7 separate regions of the Mus musculus genome follow, and all the other regions are linked to region 1. A link is a contact called in public promoter capture Hi-C and targeted proximity ligation data. All regions are on one chromosome and are shown on one strand. The core of a region is the stretch at or near the end of the contact, and the rest is flanking DNA. Distances in the headings are between cores, read along the strand shown.

What was found. Promoter capture Hi-C pulls out the DNA fragments that hold promoters and counts their contacts.
Region 2: a contact with region 1 is called in a targeted proximity ligation map of astrocytes, with 5 times the contacts expected there. A contact is called at or near these places in 4 of 39 promoter capture datasets (the HPC-7 cell line, cranial neural crest, embryonic stem cells and 1 more) and 3 of 130 datasets of targeted methods (astrocytes, large pre-B cells and stem cell-derived neural progenitor cells).
Region 3: a contact with region 1 is called in a promoter capture Hi-C map of hippocampal neurons, with 6 times the contacts expected there. A contact is called at or near these places in 1 of 39 promoter capture datasets (hippocampal neurons) and 1 of 130 datasets of targeted methods (large pre-B cells).
Region 4: a promoter capture Hi-C map of the HPC-7 cell line shows a contact between it and region 1, with 7 times the contacts expected there. A contact is called at or near these places in 13 of 39 promoter capture datasets (the 3T3-L1 cell line, 3T3-L1-derived adipocytes, the C10 cell line and 9 more) and 1 of 130 datasets of targeted methods (astrocytes).
Region 5: a promoter capture Hi-C map of liver shows a contact between it and region 1, with 6 times the contacts expected there. A contact is called at or near these places in 9 of 39 promoter capture datasets (the 3T3-L1 cell line, the C10 cell line, the SN4741 cell line and 4 more), 2 of 130 datasets of targeted methods (astrocytes and extraembryonic endoderm stem cells) and 3 of 9 other capture datasets (embryonic stem cells, liver and macrophages).
Region 6: a targeted proximity ligation map of large pre-B cells shows a contact between it and region 1, with 4 times the contacts expected there. A contact is called at or near these places in 3 of 39 promoter capture datasets (the 3T3-L1 cell line, hippocampal neurons and liver) and 1 of 130 datasets of targeted methods (large pre-B cells).
Region 7: a contact with region 1 is called in a promoter capture Hi-C map of the SN4741 cell line, with 8 times the contacts expected there. A contact is called at or near these places in 12 of 39 promoter capture datasets (the 3T3-L1 cell line, 3T3-L1-derived adipocytes, the C10 cell line and 9 more), 5 of 130 datasets of targeted methods (the NIH/3T3 cell line, large pre-B cells, pro-B cells and 2 more) and 1 of 9 other capture datasets (embryonic tail).

The regions. Positions count from the first base shown.
Region 1 is chr19:34,921,063-34,923,741 of GRCm38.p6, reverse strand. It overlaps Kif20b (kinesin family member 20B), which reads right to left and starts at 1,384. Exons shown (of 32, transcript NM_001362434.1): 1 at 1,309-1,384.
Region 2 is chr19:36,918,249-36,920,927 of GRCm38.p6, reverse strand. It overlaps Fgfbp3 (fibroblast growth factor binding protein 3), which reads left to right and starts at 1,329. Exons shown (of 2, transcript NM_028263.1): 1 at 1,329-1,356; 2 at 1,651-2,679. The coding sequence starts at 1,712. The coding sequence ends at 2,464.
Region 3 is chr19:36,688,126-36,690,804 of GRCm38.p6, reverse strand. Hectd2os (Hectd2, opposite strand) reads left to right here and starts at 1,326. Exons shown (of 5, transcript NR_033510.1): 1 at 1,326-1,566.
Region 4 is chr19:36,450,615-36,453,293 of GRCm38.p6, reverse strand. Pcgf5 (polycomb group ring finger 5) reads right to left here. Exons shown (of 10, transcript NM_001368691.1): 9 at 2,671-2,679. Among named protein-coding and RNA genes, the nearest start is that of Pcgf5, 42 kb to the right of the region's middle.
Region 5 is chr19:36,408,430-36,411,108 of GRCm38.p6, reverse strand. Pcgf5 (polycomb group ring finger 5) reads right to left here and starts at 1,361. Exons shown (of 10, transcript NM_001368691.1): 1 at 1,200-1,361.
Region 6 is chr19:36,272,340-36,275,018 of GRCm38.p6, reverse strand. No RefSeq gene overlaps it. Among named protein-coding and RNA genes, the nearest start is that of Gm32027, 9.5 kb to the right of the region's middle.
Region 7 is chr19:36,118,531-36,121,209 of GRCm38.p6, reverse strand. It overlaps Ankrd1 (ankyrin repeat domain 1 (cardiac muscle)), which reads left to right and starts at 1,366. Exons shown (of 9, transcript NM_013468.3): 1 at 1,366-1,455; 2 at 1,812-1,991. The coding sequence starts at 1,429.

The DNA.
Region 1 (2,679 bases), core at 135-2,634:
GATTATAAGTAAAAAAGTGAAATAATGCATATAAACTTTACATTTAAAATAAGAGAATTGGGTCCTAGCCCAGTAGGATGCAACTCTGGGTACCTGAGGTACCACAGCCAGAATCTCCAATAATAATGATGATGACGACAATGAAAATCACTAACTGACACATCACAAGGTTGAATGTGAATATGGAATAATGCCATCACTGAACTATTAAATCTGAATTGCACATCAAATCCCTATAGGATAAACCTAACCCTCCACCCCCCAAAAAATTAACATTTAAAATTTTCTAAGGGGGCTGGTGAGATGGCTCAGCGGTTGAGAGCACCGACTGCTCCTCCAAAGGTCCTGAGTTCAAATCCCAGCAACCACATGGTGGCTCACAACCATCTGTCACAAAAATCTGATGCCCTCTTCTGGAGTATTTGAAGACAGCTACAGTGTACACACATATAATAAATAAATAAATCTTTAAAAAAATTTTTTTCTAAGAATCTATCACGCCGGGCAGTAGTGGCTCACGCCTTTAATCCTAGCATTTGAGAGGCAGAGGCAGGCGGATTTCAGAGTTCGAGGCCAGCCTGGTCTACAGAGTGAGTTCCTGGACAGCCAGGGCTACACAGAGAAACCCTGTCTCGAAAAATAAAAAGAAAGAAAGAAAGCAAGCATCTACCAGATGCACAATACCAGAGAGAAAAGGTCGCCTCTCTCCTAATTTTTCAAAGAAACAGATTTAACAGTCTAAAGCACCTAGCACCGGGATTCCCTATTTAAGTAGAAAGACAATCATCTAAATTTGTTTACTCTTCACGACAGGCTCAAAATACAGACCAACGGAAGTAGTACTGGACTAAAACTGACTCACTTCAATTTCCTTTATATACACATAAAACCCAAATATGCTTCTTTTCTAGCCACAAAGTAATGTGACATTTTTTTTTAAAAAAAGCCCCCACTGGACTCAACCTAGAAAGAGATCTTGTCACGTGACAAAACAACTGCTCACCTCCCGAATTCAGGCAACCAGACGTGGCAAATCTTTTTGTGTCTAATAAAACTAGTGTCTGTGAATCTAAAGTGTACCTCCTTTACCGGACCAGGAAACCGAGGCCTAGACAGACCGAAGTCTTCCGCCTCAAGGCTTAACTCGCTTAACTCCCTGAAGCTCAGCCCCACCTTCAGCAGCCCCGCACCTAGACTACGGGCATCACGAGCCCCGACAACGCTGACACGGCCGAGGCGTCGCAGCTTCGTGCCCTCTGTGCAAGCAGCCACCCTCGGAGCCCCCAAAATCGTCAGCTCCTCACTTACTGCAATCGCTGGTCCCTGCACGCCTCCCCACCTGCAGAATTCCACTTCCTCCCGGTTTTCAAATTCAAACAATGGCGGCTCGGCGCCGCGCTGAACCCTGGGAGTGGGCGGGGCTTCCGGCGAGCCCTGGGGGCTGGACCCGCTCGCGGCCGAGTTTCGCCCCCGCCTCCGGAAAAGGCTTTCAAGTCTGGGGGGCGGGACTCGGTGCTCCGGGCGACCGATGGGGCAGTAGCAACGCTCGTGGGCTACCTAGCTGGGAGTTTCTCGGGGCCATATTAGGTTTGACCCTAACGATACCTGTTCGGTACTCAGGTCTCAGGTTCCGTCCTAGACCCGCATGATGACGAGCCTTGCTGAGGCCGCTGTCTCCGCACTGCCTCCCGCGATGCCCCCAGGAGCGGAGGAATGGCAAACTATTCCTCCTATTACACCTCAGAGTCCTGTCATTCCCCGGGGCAGAAAGGACTTGCGACCTGGGACCAAGTTAACTCCCCTCTTTAAGTGATTCTTCTTGTCGATGACGGCCCTCTTGGATGAAACACGTTTTCCTCAAAATACATTTTAGGAGCATATCCTTCATCTTTTTATACCCCCTTTTTGATGTTTCTGAAAGCATAAATCAGCTACCGCTGAGAGGCACTGTGCAGTGCCCCAAAATGTAAGTGCCCATGTGTCCTTCTCCGCTTCCCTAAAGTAACCCTCTGAGTGCAGGGCTAATTTACTAATACATTCATATGACGAGAATTTACTATTGAGGCTAGACTTTCACTTTGAATAAAAATAATGCTAACGTAAATTGAGCATTTACCTTATGCTTCCGCTGGCACTACCTTTATAAAATGGATTGTCTGACTGGTGCTAAGAACCCTTTAAAGTAGGTATTGCTACCGTCCCATTTAATACATTCTAAATAAGTAATGGGCACAAACGTAAATGGAGGGTTGGAGAGATGGCTTAGTGGTTAAGAACACTGACCTCTTCCAGAGGTCCTGAGTTCAATTCCCAGCAAACCACATGGTGGTTAACAACCATCTGTAAAGTGATCCAACGCCCTCTTCTGGTGTGTCTGAGGACAGCAACAGTGTACTCATATAAATCTTTTAAAAAACAAAAAAGCCGGATAGTGGCACATGCCTTTAATCCCAGCACTTGGGAGGCAGTGGCAGGCGGATTTCTGAGTTCGAGGCCAGCCTGGTCTACAGAGTGAGTTCCAGGACAGTCAGGACTACACAGAGAAACCCTGTCTCGGGGGGGGGGGGGGAAGAAAAGTAAATGGAACCGGGATTTAAAATCAGTTGAAGAAGTTTTGTTACCTTAGCTTTTCTGTGATCATATTTTCAGCTATTGCACTTAATTAGAAGGATTTTTGGA
Region 2 (2,679 bases), core at 80-2,579, 2.0 Mb before region 1:
CCTAACCACCTGAGTTGAATCCTTCAATTCTTGAGACTTGCAAGGTGGGAGGAGATAGTAGACTCCTGAAACTTGTCTTCTGACTTCCTCACGTATACTGTAGCATTTGAGCACACACACCAAGTAAACAATAAACAAATGTAAAATTCTCTTTTTATTTTATAAATGTTATATATATATATATATAAACCTTGGGCTGGCGAGATGGCTCAGCGAGTAAGAACTCTCTTCTGATGGTTCTGAGTTCAAATCCCAGCAACCACATGGTGGCTCACAACCACCCATAATGAGACCTGATGCCCTCTTCTGGCACATCTGAAGACAGCTACAGTGTACTTATATATAATAATAAATAAACCTTAAAAAAAAAACAAAACAAAAAAAATTTGCAGGTGGGTGGCGGTGGTGGCGCTTGCTTTTAATCCCAGCACTCGGGAGGCAGAGGCAGGCGGATTTCTGAGTTCGAGGCCAGCCTGATCTACAAAGTGAGTTCCAGGACAGCCAGGGCTACACAAAGAAACCCTGTCTCGAAAAACCAAAAACAAACAAACAAACAACAGCAAAATTAACCCAACCCAAATTCTATCCTCCTACAGAGGCATACAAAGAACAGATTACTACTTAAACATTACACCACTTGAATTTGTATTACTTTTCTACCACAAAGCAAATCATTCCTTTTAGGACCTTTGAGTTCTGAAAAAATATTTAGAACTAATCTATCATATCCCAAATAGTTAAAAACCAAAATGTCCCTACTTGGATGTACTGATGAAAATACAGAACTGAGTGACATGATAAATAGAAAGACTGAAAATAGTGGGGCCTTTGAGATGACTCAGTAGGCAAAGGCACTTGTCACCCCACCGGGCCCTACAAACTGAGTTGGATCTCTGGGGTACACACACACAGAAGAAATACATGCAATGCAAAACGAAAAAAACCAAAACAAAACAAAAAAAAACCTGCAAATAGCATCTGGTTCTGAATATTATTGTTTCATTTCATCTTTCTTAACTATATATAGACCAGATAAATATGTACAAGTTTCAAAAGGAAAGAAAGTTTTGTTAACATTTGTCTTATTTTCAGCGGTGAGAGCAAAATACAGCATTTTATATTTCATGTCACATGGCTGCTTCTATCACTTCCGCGTGCTTCTGCACGCGGGTGTATCTTCTGTGTGTGTTAGCAGTGGCCGAAACCTACTGAGAGAAGTCTGGGAGGGGCATGAAGGGGGAGGCCCCTTCTGTCCCATTGATAACAGGTTCATTCACAGCCGTTTAAAACAGACTAATCCCTTATGCAGTCATTCGCTCTACTCCAATAGGGCCCTTCCACCTCTTCTAGAATTCGGTAAGCTAAAAGTACATGTATCCGATTAATCTGAAATAATTTTGTAGACAGTTTGGTGACGGGTGGAGGGTGTGTGGTTGCGTGATCATTAAACTTCATTTTTCTATTTTAGTGAATGTTAAAAAACGATTCCTTAAACATTAAGTTGTTCCCTTAGGACAGACAGCTCTTTAAAGGGGCTTCTCCCTGCTAACTGAGAACACTGGTTTCGGGAAAGTCCGGTCAGGAGAGTTGGCAGGTTCCTGTGTCCAGGGAGAGGGCTGAGCGGGACTCATCCGTAGCCTTCATTCGCAGATCCTAGGATGCTCCTTGCCTCCTGTTGCCTGCGCTGAGGTCCCAGGAATCCCAGAGTGGCATGGCCAACGCGGGCATGAGTCCTCCGAGGCCGCGGGCGTCGCTCTCCCCGCTGACGCTGCTGTTGCTGCTGGGAGGCTGCCTCCTCTCGGCTGCCGGGAGGGACAAGGGGGCAGCAGGCAGGGAAGTGACCCGGGCCTCCCGACCCACGGTCGGCTCCTCCGGTCGCTTCGTGAGTCCAGAGCAGCACGCGTGCAGCTGGCAGCTCTTGGTACCCGCCCCGGGGACGCCGACTGGCGGAGAGCTGGCCTTGCGCTGCCAGACCCCGGGCGGGGCGAGTCTGCATTGCGCCTACCGCGGGCATCCGGAGCGCTGCGCGGCCACCGGCGCCCGGCGCGCGCACTACTGGAGACGGCTGCTGGGCGCGCTGCGCAGGAGACCACGGCCCTGCCTGGACCCCGCGCCGCTGCCGCCACGCCTGTGCGCCCGCAAGACGGCTGGCTCAGACCTGCACTCGCCCGCTCACCCCAGCCTACCCGCGCGTCCCAGCGAGCCGCCCCGGTCCAGGGCGCGGAGCCCGGCTCGGTCGCGACAGTCGGTGCGGTCCCCAAGCTCCCAGCCGGAAAAGAAGCCCTTGCTAGTGAAGTCCAACTCGGGCGGGAGGAAAGCGGGCTCAGACCCAGTTCCGGAGCCTCCTGCGGCGGCCGGATTCCAACCCAATGGGCTGGACCAGAATGCCGAGCTCACTGAGACCTACTGCACCGAGAAGTGGCATTCCCTTTGCAACTTCTTTGTCAACTTCTGGAATGGCTGAGGCTGCGGGCTGGCAAGGGGCACTAGGGGTAGGTGCTGAGAAGCAGAGGGTAGCGCAGCCGAGGCGGGAGATGTCCTTGGACAGGGAACCGGGATGGAGAATAAGCTAGTCGGCTAGTCGGGATTCCAAAATGGGTCAGGGGTCAGGGTAAGAAGAATCTGAAGCAGCTGGAGAGGGCTTTTGTTTTTTATTTTATGTTTATTTTTATTTTTTAA
Region 3 (2,679 bases), core at 77-2,576, 1.8 Mb before region 1:
GGACCCAGCATGGATTAATTACTCTCTCTGGGCATTTCTAAAGACCCCTCACTGCAAGGTGGACTTGAATCACCTCCCCGCGGGTTGTTATAGGGAATAGGATTGTAGGAAAATGCTTGGACCACATCGGTTACAACCGCCATGCCCAGTGGAAGCAAGGGATGTGTTAGGGAACTGAGGTCACCTCTCTCCTGGCAATCAGAAGTGGTTTCCCTTTACTGTGTGGCTCCTCCCATTTTTTTGTACAGCACAGTGGGGGGGATGGTTCCTATTCTGACCTGTGGCTAGACCTGGGTGAGCCCTTGGTCTCTCAGCCACAGTTTTCTTGATTATAAGGTGAAAGTAACAATATTTACTGCTTATGATCTTGGGAGAAAGTAAGATTCAGTAATCAGGGCAGTGCCTGGCTCAAAATAATTACCTGCTATTGAGTACACCCCCCTTCTTTTCTCAGACCATATGTTCTGTGTAGGCAGAAATGTTTCCAGATGACCCGTGGCCCAGGGATGGGCCTGAAGCTGGGCCACAGCAGCTAGCAAAAGGAAAAACAAGTCCCCCTTCTTCTCCTGGTTCTCAGTGGATCTCATTTGAAGAGTATAACATTAAGGTTCCATAACAATTTAGAAGATAAACAATCCCAGAATAGGTTCCTACAGCATTAAATAGGGCAGTTTAAAAATGGGTCACTGTGGGGGAAACGCAAACAAACAAAAGCCTCGCCTGTGTTATACAACAGAGGCCCCTGGGGCTTTGTTTGCATGAGAAAGCAGCTCTGGAAAGGTGTACTAAGGATTTCAAACCAAAGGCAGGTAAGTTTGTAGCAAAAATAGTACATAAATCTGCTTATTAAAAAAATAACGTTCCTATAAAAGTTACCGTGGGACTCAGTTTCCCCTTTTCCAGAGTTTGAGAGCTGGGATGCATGCATGGGCCTCACAGGGTTGGATAAAATGTTCCAGGATTTTCATAAACACTGAGATGACACTGGCATTTTAAGCCAGAATAGACCTGGATCTGACTTGATTTAAAGGCATGGTTGGGTTTTCCCAAGTTTTTGTTTTAGTGTTATTTTTCCATCATGTATCAATGGACTTTATTTTGATCAAATCCACACTTTTTCTTTCCCACTAACCCACTAACTCTTTCAGGGTCCCTCTCCTATCCCTTTCCAGGGTAGAATATATGGATATAGATTGTATTTTTTCTCATTTCCCCTGCTGCCCTAGGCTGTCCTCCATCCTTCTGTCTTGTTGCTAATTATCTTGTCCCTCCATTACATCTCTCTCTCCTCCCCCTCACAAGTCACTGCAGCCTACAGCTATGGTCTCTTCCTCTTTGTGCATAGCTTCTGCTGGAATCTTTGCACTCACTCTGCCGGTGACATCGAATGCTATTATTATCTTCTGCGTGCTAGTGAATGAATTAACTCAGCAAGCTCTTCCTGACAGCTGTGATAGCGTGCCAAGCACTGCATTAGGGACTAGGGGTGGGGATGATGAAGGCAGGGGCTGCTCCTGTAGCTGAGATCTGGGGTTGACCTTCGGAGTCAGTGTGAGGAGGTCAGAGGTAAGCATGGCAAAGGGGTTCATGGGTCTGTGACAACAGGTTTCTACTCAGTGGGAGGGGAGGAATGGGTGGGAGGGTTAGGTCGGTTTCTGTGTGGAAGAAGTTGGACTGTTTCTTCAAAGGTTGCCTAGGAAGGGTGAGAGGTTGGGGGCACCAAGGAGATGGTGAGAAAAGCAGTGGACAGGCTAGTGAGAAAAAGCTTGGAGTTTGCTTCCATGTGGCTGAGATATATGGGAGACTGGGCTAGACAGACAGGGCGGAGCACAACCCAACAGAATAACACAACACAACATAACACAGCACAACTGCCAGTATGCCTTTCTCTTTCTGGGAGAAATTCTCTATCTGAATTGGGAACAGGTCCCAGGGTGGCTCATAGGAGGCCAGAAAGGGTACTTACTGACTCTTTTACTGAGAGAGTGACTTGAGGATGCCACAGCAAGAGAGTCTCTGCTTTTGAGATGACTATGGAAGACTAACTATGGCCAGATTAGTAATACCATGTGACACAGACAAGGTGTTGTGGGGCCCTTGGGAAAGAGCACTGACCCTATCTCAGGACCAGGGAAGGTTTCTTCGAGGTGATATAGGCTGATCAGCCATCCTGACTCTTGGAGTTTATACAGTGGAGGAGGAGGCAGAGGAGGAGGGAGGGAAGAGATGAGGGGGAGGAGGAGGAAGTGGAGGAGGGAGGCTGGGGAACTTGGAAGAACAGGGAAGAGTGAAGCCTAGCCAATGTGCAGAAAGATCTCCTGTGCTCCACCTCTCTGAGCTTCAGCCTTCCAGGCCCAAGAAACAAAGCTACAGACTTTGGGGATCCAAGGGACTTTGAAGTAGGCCAGAGAGCAGCCTGAAGAGAGATCTGGCTGGCTGTGTATAGGCCTCTGGTCTCTCTTGGAACATGGGCCTGTTTTGCAAACATAGCAACATGGGCCAAGTACGTGGGTTTTGGCACTAGTTGGGCTGACCCAGCTCACTAAGCAAATAGTGGGGGAGTTTCTTCCTTTTTCCTTTGTAAACTTCAATCTTCTCTGGGCGCATAATTTATAGAATTCCAGAGAACTCCATTTTTGGCTTTCTTCCCAAGAAGGAAAAGCGCCTCACATTTTCCAC
Region 4 (2,679 bases), core at 49-2,548, 1.5 Mb before region 1:
AAATAAGCCACAACTTGCAGCCTCTGTCCAAGGGTTCTGTGCCTGTCCAACCTTGGGGCACTCCCTCCGTGGCTGAAGGGGTCTATTAGAAGTGTGCTGGGATGAGAGAGGCATCCAATTCAGTCTCCCCCGAGTCTGAAGAATCTCCAATGACCCTATGCCTCACACACTAAGTCCCGTCTCCACACGTCATGTCTCTTTTTACACCAGATCTCACAGGCCCTGCAGATGCATGCAGAAGGAACATCACCCTATGGTACTCCAGGACTGTGGCTACCTCTATCAGGAGCAACCTATAACAATTTGGATGCTGAAAAAAGCAATTCCATTTGCTTGTGCAGAAAATGGCCACCAGTGTGCTGGTCCTTACAACTCTGAGCTGAGTTCACTAAAGTCTGGCTCCAATTCTTCTCTGCTCCTTGTTAAAGGCTGGAAGCACTTCCAGGCAAAGTGACAGGGGAAGTATTGGAGTAAAAGGATAGAAAATCCCAAAACCAAAACAAAACCAAAAAACCCACAGTTGTGACTTTACCTGCCCATTAGTGCTGAGCTATCCCACAGTTAAGTCAAAGTATGTACCTTGGGAATATGCAAGCCTATGCTTACATCAAACCTGAAAAAGAGCCCATGTGAGCAGGCTACATACTGCTCAAACTGCTTTCTTCCCCACATTTCTGGTACTTTATAAATTAGGGGTCCTCATTACTGAGGTCCCATGACATCCCTAAGTCCAAAAAGGCAGTACCTTCCTCTAAAACAAGGAAGAAGCCTTCTTGGGGAGAAGGATTCCATGTTAAATGGAAAGCCTCCGGGAAAGGAAATACCTAAGAGCTGGTTATCACAACAGGCAGGCAAACCTGAAACAGCAAATGGTGGTATCTGGCTGGCCTAGGCTTCTGGCAGATAGCAACCTCCTGGGTTCTGCTTTGGAGGAACAAGTCCACTGAGGAGTCAGACAGCAAGGAGTCAAAAGCATTCAGCCTTCTAGGAGGCCAGGGAAATAAACCGTCAATATGTGAGGAGAAAAGTGAGAACACTTGTCTTGTCACAAGGCAGTTTCTAAGAACACGCACTCTTACTGCCTGCACCACTCTGCAGCCTGCAGGGCCAGCTGTCTGGGTTTACTGACACCGTGATGCTCCCTTTGGGAGGACTTAACTGTTAACTTTCTCACAATATTGTTACCCACAATGAAGGCTGGTAGAATGAAAGGGAATGAGGGTACAGTTGCAGACTCATCTTAGTCCCGTGTCCTTCAGCACTCAGGGTCAGAGCTAAGGAGCAGCTTCACCTCTCAGGAAACACACATCAACAGGAAGACAGAAAGTGCCAGCCCCCGTGTGCTGGGTGACAGCCAGGCACGAGGTTACCACTGTAATTTATCACTCAGTCAACTGAACCATGGGCTCAGGCTCCCCCTCCTCTGCACACTGAAAGGAGAGCACCTTCCTTCCTGAGTGGCTTTCGGCTTTCCATTGCCCGTCTAGATGTATGCTAGGACACTCCATTTCCAAAGAGGCAGGACTTAAACAGTATGTATCACAAAGCTCACATCTTAATAATGAATTGAGACCCCCATACACGGCAGTAATCAAAAGACTAAGCAAAAGTCCAGATACACTGCTCCTCAGAACATTTGCTTAGTGAATTTATAGTATTCTTTTAAGACATAATGTAAACTAATTTTGTCTCAACCTGGAAACTGGAAGTTTATTAGTTACTAACTAGAAACTAGATGGATAATTTTAATTATTGGGGAAAAGATTACTTTCTTAAAATCCTATGACTCATCTATGAGGTTAAGACTGGGCACATTATCTGTGCACATAGTAACATGGTCATGCTTCACTAAACTGCATCACTCTTTATATTTAAACATGTGTGGGCATGCCCACATGAGGAGCCCAGAGGTATCAAATGCCTTGGAACTGGAGTTACAGCAGTCAGGAGTTACCTGGTCTGGGTTCTGGGAATCAAAATTGGGTCCTCTCCAAGAGGAAGAGTAGTTTTTATGCTGAGTCATCTCTCCAGTCTATTTTCCAAATTTCTAAAATGTGTTTTTATTAGATAAGCTTTCCTTAGACACAAGTCGAAGCTCCCTGTGTTACTAAGTGATCTCACGGCCACTCCTATGTCCCAGAGCAGCAGTTGAGGCTGGCTGGGTACAGCTGACAGCTCACAATCAGAGCTAGCCATATCTCCTATTTAGAGTCACTCAATTTGACATTTCATCTCAAGGGCTAAAGATTAGCAATGTCTCGAGGGCTAAGATGAGTAAGATGAAAAATTCAGGATTCATAAAAATAATAGTTGTTAAGACATACTTTTATTTTTAGTTCAGTAAAATGGTTAACTCAGGAGAACTAAAATAGTGGGAAACGTTTTTTGTTTTTTTGAGACAGGGTTTCTCTGTGTAGCCCTGGCTGTCCTGGAACTCACTCTGTAGACCAGGCTGGCCTCGAACTCAGAAATCCGCCTGCCTCTGCCTCCCGAGTGCTGGGATTAAAGGTGTGCGCCACCACACCTGGCTAGAAACTTTTGTTATTTAAGTGTGAAAAGACTTTAAAAACTGTTTTTTACAAAGTGACAGGTCAGAACTTGAGTTTGGGATGGGAGTGGTCAGCACAGGGCACTGTGATGGCCATATGTCCCGTCATGAGTGCCTCTTACCTGGTACAA
Region 5 (2,679 bases), core at 112-2,611, 1.5 Mb before region 1:
TTCTGGGCTGGGTTTCTTATAGCCCAGGTTGGCATACAACTCCTGGTTTAGAGGGGATGACCTTCAATTTCTGATCCTCCTGCCTCCTCCTCCTTTAGCATGCCGGTAATACAGGTGTGACCCACCACTCCCAGTTTGCACTGTGACAGGGATCAAACTCAGGCACAGTGCATGTTAGGCAAGCACTCTACCAAAATTCATTCTTTTTTTCCTCTATTAGTGAGAAAGTTCTAACAGATACCAGCCACAGTTAGTCTCAAGTAGCTATTTATTTCATTGCTTTATTTGTAAGATAAAAATAAGAGCTCCAGCGACCTAGAAAGGCGATGATTAAATGAAATAGTGAACAGTGAAAACTGAAGAAATGTCATTAATTCTTCTTAGAATTTTACTAATCACTAGCTTGTTAGGTTATTTAAAAAGTTTTGCAAATTCCCTACAAGAAAGATGACCTTAGAAAACAATGAAGATGCTGATTTCAGTAGGTTCATCCTACACGAATCTCACTCATTAGGCAGAAACTTTTCCACTACCTTGGCTGTTAACACATAGGCGAGTATAAAATAACTGGAAAAGTCTAGAAGGCATCATTCCAGCAGCACACCCTCACTGTGAACGTTCAGGGTATAAGCTCGGAGCGTCTACTCCTTGGGAAAATAGTGTCAAGGATATGACAGAAAGTGTAATTTAATTAATTGCAATGTCGGGGTTCTGGCCTTCGTGACCTTCAGCAAAGCATTAATATCCTCGCCTGGGTCCCCGCTCCTCTCTCGACTTTCCCTTGCTCCCAGGACTTACGTGAGCGCTCGCTCGAGGCAAACCGGTGGGAAACGCAGTCCCAATCCCAAGCCCAGAGCCCTGTCACCCCGACACGGAAAGGAAGCGAGCGCTTGCGGTGTCGCGCGGCCGGCCGGCGGCAACTTTTCCGCGTCAGCCGGCGCGGGTCCCGGAGGTTCGAGCCCTTCACCGCCGGGCAGGTGCTCGGCTCAGGAGCCGGGGCTACTCGCGCGGGGACCACGGGACAGGACGAGTCTCCGCGGGCCGGCCGCGCCGCCCCCGAGCGCTGCCCCGAAACCCCGCGCGCCCGCCCCGCCCCCGAGCGGCTCCGGCTCCAGCGCCCGGCGCGGCAGGTGTCTGGGGCGCCGCGGCCGCCGGCGCAAACTTGGCGCGCGGCCGGGCCGCCCCCGCGCGGTACCTACCCAGCGGCCGCCGCCGCTCTTCAGCCCGCCGGCGCGCCCGCCTCCGAGCCCGGGAAAGCGAAAGAGAAACAGCGCCCGCCGCGGCCTGTCTGGTCCCCCGCGCCCTGTCCGCCCTCCCCCAGCAGGCGGGAGCGCGCGGGCTCCGCGGGGCCACTCGGCTCTGGCGCGATAGGGCGCGGCGGGCCTCGGGGCCAGGCCGGTGCCGCCTCCAAGGGCAGCTCCACCCACCTCCAACCGCCAGAGCCGCCCGCCTGCCCGCAGGCCACGCCTCTCTCGCCGACCACGCCCCGTCCCCACGCCCTTTCCTCGTGGGCCACGCCCCTTCCCGCCGGCCACGCCCCCAGCCCACGCCCGCCGGCTCGTGCTCCTCCTAGGCGCCTGGGACACCCTGAGTGCCCTGCCCCCCACCCTTGTTGCTCCTGTGTGACACGTAGCTGTGGCCGAATTTTATCTCCGTTCTTATCCTCGCCATCCCTCTCAGGGTTGTTTTCAGTCTTAACAATGACCAGTACGCTTTGCCTGGCCGGTTCAAAAGCAATGGTCAGCGTTGAGCACTGAGTCACCTCACTGAATTTTCTCCTTGGGGCGGTGAGATGGCTCAGCCGGTAAAGGCACTTGAAGCCATGCCTGAGGAGACTTGCTCAGTCCTCAGCATTCAACGGAAGGAGAGAATGGACAGAACGACCCCTGCAAGCTGTTCTCTGACCTCTATAGGTCAGAGGACAAACTCACAAACATTCATATAAATAAATATAACTTAAGACATCGAAGAACAGTTTCATAGGAGGCATTGTTCTCCACACTGGACCCACGAGGCCGTACTGGACATGAAGACACTGGCTTGCAATGAACCTTATTTAGAAATCACCATTGAACTTGTAGCAGTATGATAGGTCTAGCAATCAGAATCACTGACAAATACAGGTAAAGTGGTAAAAATTTATTGCTGTTTGCAAGGTTCAAAACAAACAAAAACCCCAGTGCTCTTTCTAGTGGACTTTGAGACTTCGGAGACACCATTCATTAACAGAAAAGGAGGATTCCTTGAAAGGTGACCTATACTCCTCTCCTACTGCTTTCCCCAAACTCATAAATTCCTACTGAGCATAACTTAGACCCAGTACTTCACTTCTTAGAAGACTATAATCTAGGATCCCTAGGATCCTAGGCAAAGCAAGGTAGCCATCACTTACTAACCAAATATCAAAGGAGAATTCTCCAAAGCGCAAGCTGCAAAGTAACCTTCAATCTTGCACACCAGAAAGAGAATCAGGGCTGCAGTTCCAGCATCTCTTTTGTACGAGCCAGAGCAAAGGTGGCTGAAGAATTCGGAGAGAATGCAGAGCATTCGCTTTATCTCCTCCAGACAGGCAGAACCTCTGGCTAGTGACAGATTGCGGAGGTGACTTCAAGAACAAAACAACAATCCAGGCGTGCACAGGTGTCCAGAGATATACCTCAAATTTAAAATGCACGGGGC
Region 6 (2,679 bases), core at 84-2,583, 1.4 Mb before region 1:
CATGTTTATCAGTCCTATCTGCTGTATTATGAAAACATTAGCCTGATTATCTTCCTCCTTCACTCTGTCCCCCCTCCCTCCCTGCCCCCTCCGTCCCTCCTTCCTTTCCTTTTATTTGTTCATTTTTTTTGTACTGTTGGGGGAAATGAACCTTGGGTCATTTGTATAGTAGTCATAGACATATTCTACCATTGAGCTATATTTCCCACCTTTTTTTTGTTGTTTTATTTTGAGATAGAGTCTTACAAAGTTGCTTGGCCTAGCCTTAAACTGTCTCTGTAGCTGAGTGGCTCCTGGGCTAGTCTTAAACTATCTCTGTAGCCAGGTAGCTCCTGAGCTTCCACTCTTCCTGCCTCATCCTCTTCATTAGCTGGGATTATAGGCCCGTACCACTAGGCCCACCTACACTTTCAGGTCTTTATGTGTCAATTAAAATTCAGATCCTGTGTCTAAGACATAGCTGTTGGAAAGTCTAGATACTTATCTTTTAAGTAACTGTCCAAAGGTCCCTGAGGCAGGAATTTAGGAGTCCATATAATATTGGCTGCTGTGATATTGTAGGATCTTTTGCCTTGTGGTCTTCTTCAACCAATAGAAATTGGAATCTAAAAGTGGTTTGTGTTCTGCAAATTGGCAAGGCTGTCTTGATATTTTCTGGCAATGACTTTCCTCGGCCTCTCACTCATTCTTGTTGACTGGGGATCTGTTTCTAGGAGTTCTGAGCTCTACTCTGTTTTTGCACTTATCTCAGATCTTGGCTGTCTTGGCTGCACTATGTTCTTGTTTGTCATGGTACTTCTTACTTCCTTTCTTTTGACAATGGAGTATCATACCTAGCCTCAGTTGGTGGAGCTTAATATCTCCATTGCTATCAGTGAGCTAAATTCTGTAGTAGACTTATATATCGTTAGGTATGGTCCTTGGAAGTACCACTGAGCCATTTAGTGATGCTAGCTGTGACTATTTCACCAGCGCCTTTTCAGTAGCCTTGTAAATAGTATATCCTTTGGCCTCACAGCAAACACCCATTTCTGTAAGCACACATCCCCAAATCTTTAATTTCTTCTTCTCTGTCTTCCGTGGCAATCAGGCGATTCAGTCTCTCAGTGGGAGCCATTCCTTTCTCCAGGCTTCTAGGAGTTACCATGGCAGCAAATTCACATTATTTCCTGGGTTGTCAAATCCTGTTTCTCAATAGAGTGACCCTAAGTAAAAAGCACCAAACCAAACCAAACTAAGCAAACAAACAAACCCCTCTCTTATCCAGACACACATCCTGGTCCTCATAATCAGGCTCCTTGGTCCCCGCTTGCACACCCTGCATGGTGCCCTGTGGTTCCTTTTGGTTAAGCTCACTTCCTTTATCTGGCTGAGCAGATTCCTGGCCAGACTATGCTGACTCAGCCCCGATTGTAGATCTGACATCCAGGAGAAGAGAAAGGAACCATCTGTTGTCTTTTGGAGAAAAGACCCCTGTGATGACTTCCTGGGGATGGCGCTAACTCTTCACATGGAAGGGTGGGCTACCTCTGAAGACTCAGAGGGTTCAGAGATCAGGGAACATCCATCCAAATCTTCGAATTCCATGTGTCAGAGTTTGCAGATTTTGCCAGAGTTTGCAAACTAGACCCCTTTATTTGATTAATGTCCCTGCTTTGAGTTTAAATATTCAGTTGTCTTTAAGGTTTAATAACTGTTAAATCCAGTGACTTTTCTTCACCCACAAGTATTATTGTAGAGACAGTTTTCATATTTTCTTAATTACCAATTACAAATTTTCTTAGTTTTTTTCTTTTCCTCCGACAGGGCATCAATATAGTTGGCAGTAATCATTAAGTGCTATTATTTTTATAGTTATGTCTTTTCTACATTTCAAATGCTTCAATCAGTGTATCCTTTTCTATGCACCATGCCAGACCATCAATGATGGACTTCTAACCAGTGAGTCTGCAACTCATGCTAAGGGATGTCTATGTCTACCTTACCACCAAGGAAGAGGGCCTCAGAACACCTGAGTGGTGAAAAAACTCACTTGTCTATCGTTTTTCTTATCACCTGCTTTCTTGGATTATTTTTGGTACCAACTACTACTCTAAGTTTTCTAGACAGCAGGTGCTGAGATGAAACACAAAAGGGGAAGTTTTGAGTTAGAAACACAAAAGACTTTGGGGGATGTGATAAAGATGAGGGAAAGAGTATACAGTAAAAGAGAAGAGGACAGGAGTTTTCAGACAGAGCCATCAACCTTAGAAGTATCCCAAAGTCGGTCAGCCCCAAGAGTTCCAAAGCAAAGACCACCCACTAGCAGAGTGTAAAGCAGATGAAACCTTCGAAGAACTTCCTTCTTGGTTAGACCTAGAGAGTAAGCCTAATAATATGCAGGGGCTAAGTGGGGCAGTGGTGGTGCATGCCTTTAATCCCAGCAGTTGGGAGGCAGAGGCAGGCAGATTTCTGAGTTCAAGGCCAGTCTGGTCGACAGAGTGAGTTCCAGGACAGCCAGGGCTATACAGAGAAACCCTGTTTCGAAAAACTTAAATAAATAAATAAATAAAATTCAGGGGCTAAGTTAAATTGATTCTGCAGATAAATAATGGCTTTTTAAGTAGAAGTATACCATACAATATTTGAGATTAAAGATAAAAAGAAAAACAGAACAAAACCCATTAAACTTTTCTTCCT
Region 7 (2,679 bases), core at 117-2,616, 1.2 Mb before region 1:
ACAGTTATCCATTGATAGCGTCTCAGGACAGATAGGACAGAGAGAACACTAGGAGAGGGGAACCCACGAAGGACAAGGTATTAGTGTGTTGGTTTTCAGGGCAATGTCTTGTACTGAAGATTCTAGAAACACAATTTGCTGGTTGAACAGCTGAAGTGGGGTGGGGGTTCTTACCCCATGTTCATGGAAGGGTGAGTGAGGAGAGACAGATATATGATGGCCAGCATAACAAACATACACAACACCCTAATTAACACTTCCCTCTTCTACTGACACCCCCTTCACTCTCCTCTTTCATAAAAAATAAAAAAAGTATTTTATGTGGCTCTTACGATAGAATCTTTCCTCGAACTATAAAAAGATCTAAATATTTATATTTTTCACATTTTAATATCTTAGCGATGACAAGCCAGAAACAAGTATTTTTGCCTCTCTCAACAGCAAAGCTTGGGGCCTTTTTGTTTCCGTGTTAGGAATAGAACACGAGAGCCCCGTGTATCTAGGCAGATGCTCTATCATTAGCCCATGAGTCTCCAGCCTCAGACGCACATTTTTCTCGGGCTCTCTTAAGCTTTTCCCACAGCATTGGGAAACTTTACTGACAGCATCCAAGTTGTGCTTCTGCTAAGAACTGGACTCACATCTCTCTGTGCATCACTTCGGCCCGTTTTGGGGTAGATCCTCTGATTAGCCTTCAGATTTAGAACACGGTGAGCCTGTGGTGCACTAATTATGGCCAGTGACACCATAGAGTCAAAGTGCATTACTGAATGCTTTCAATTTCTCCTAATGCTGGTACGATGGCATGTCACAGGGCCATTTTAGCTGCAGACATCACTCCAGAGAATTCCAAACAGATAGAGACAAGTGGCACCCAGACCCATCTCCTTCCCCTCGGGCTGATTATCCCCAGAAATAGGATGTCCCAAAGCAACACTTCCCAGCCAACTGGAGTGCTGATAAGTCCAGTTATCAGAAAGATATGGCTGTAAGTGTGATGCACAGTGCTTGCATTTTCTTGATACGTTAGTCATATGAGAGCTGACAAAGAAGGAAAAAGAGCAGCGATGTGGTGCAATATTAACAGGCAGCTGTCCCCTGGCTTCCCGATACGTGGGATGACTCGCATTGCTGAGCGGTGTGGTCACTGCCAAAGGAATGACCCTCTCACATTTCTTCCTGATTCGCATACGCCGCGGCCAGCTTGTCATCTCCCTCTTGGGCTTCCCAGACACTAAGTCTGGAATGAAAATTCACCTGCCTCTGAATTGGCCACTGGTGGGGGCAGGGGTGTGACTTGGCTTCCCAGGCTGGAAGATTATCTCACCCAGCCCTAGCTATATAACGGGCTGGTGTGGAGGGGCTCCACAGGGCCAGTTCCAGGGGTTCATCCACAAGAGAGAAAAACATAGACTCACGGCTGCCAACATGATGGTACTGAGAGTAGAGGAGCTGGTATGTAAAACATCTTTTTTTTTTTTTTTTTTTTAATCTTGGCTTTTATTTGAAAATACAGATGGTTTTTCTTTCTCAGGAATAATGTGGGGTTGGCGTTAGTGACTTCCTAAGAGAAGGTGGTTGAGTGGGTTGAGTGGGTTAAAAGTGAATTTTCATGTGCTAACCTGATGCTCATCTTAATTGTGAGAGGAAGGCAGGCACCTGGGATACCTGGAGCTATGCTCCAGACAGTGCACCGCCTGAAGGTGGCTGTCGCTGGATGGAGAGGAAGGACCTCCTGTGGCATTGTTTGTGGACAGTTACCCCAAGATGGGTAGCTTTGCTTCTGACTTCAACATCTTCTTCACATACAGGTAACAGGCAAAAAGAACAGCAATGGGGCCGCAGGGGAATTCCTTCCTGGGGAGTTCAGAAATGGAGAATATGAAGCTGCTGTTGCTTTGGAGAAGCAAGAGGACCTGAAGACACTTCCGGCCAACAGCGTGAAGCAGGGGGAGGAACAACGGAAAAGCGAGAAACTGCGAGAGGCAGAGGTGAGGACCTCCCACAAAATCCTAGTGGGAGTGGGGTACGGAGGTCCCTGAGGAAGAGGGGAAGAGAGGAGGAAAACAAATAAAAACTGCTCTAAAGATGTCTTTTCACCAGATATGAAGCGCATGATGCAAAGAAGCAGTGCACATGGAAATGACTGGGGGAATTACTTTTGGATTCCTCCTGTGTGGAGGGTTGAATCAATGATTGAATGTGCTATGACCACGTTTTGATCAAAGGACAGACAGATAATGATAACCAGAAAAGCTCCAACATCACACACTGCCTACTCAATTTGAGCCAAGGCGATTTGTTCTTTTTGATAACATTGAGTTGTGGCCCACGGGTCATAGAATAAGCTTGCCATGTTTATTGAAATTTATTTATTGAATTTTTGTAGATTACTAACACAAATTTAGAAGTGCAGCAGTAATCTCCGTTTCAGAGACTCGTGAAGGAGAATGGCATCAGTATTTGTGAATTTATCTGTATTTTCTACCCTTGGTTAAAACATATGTTAGTTTTTGAGAATGAGAAAACAAATTCTATAGAAATCTGGGCTTTATGGTACTAATTACAAAATGATTACTGAGAGACTATGTCGTGCCTCTAACCAATTAGTCAAGGACTAGTTCTACAAGCAAAGGAAGTAAATATGACTTAGATTAAAATTAGACCCCAAATACTTTA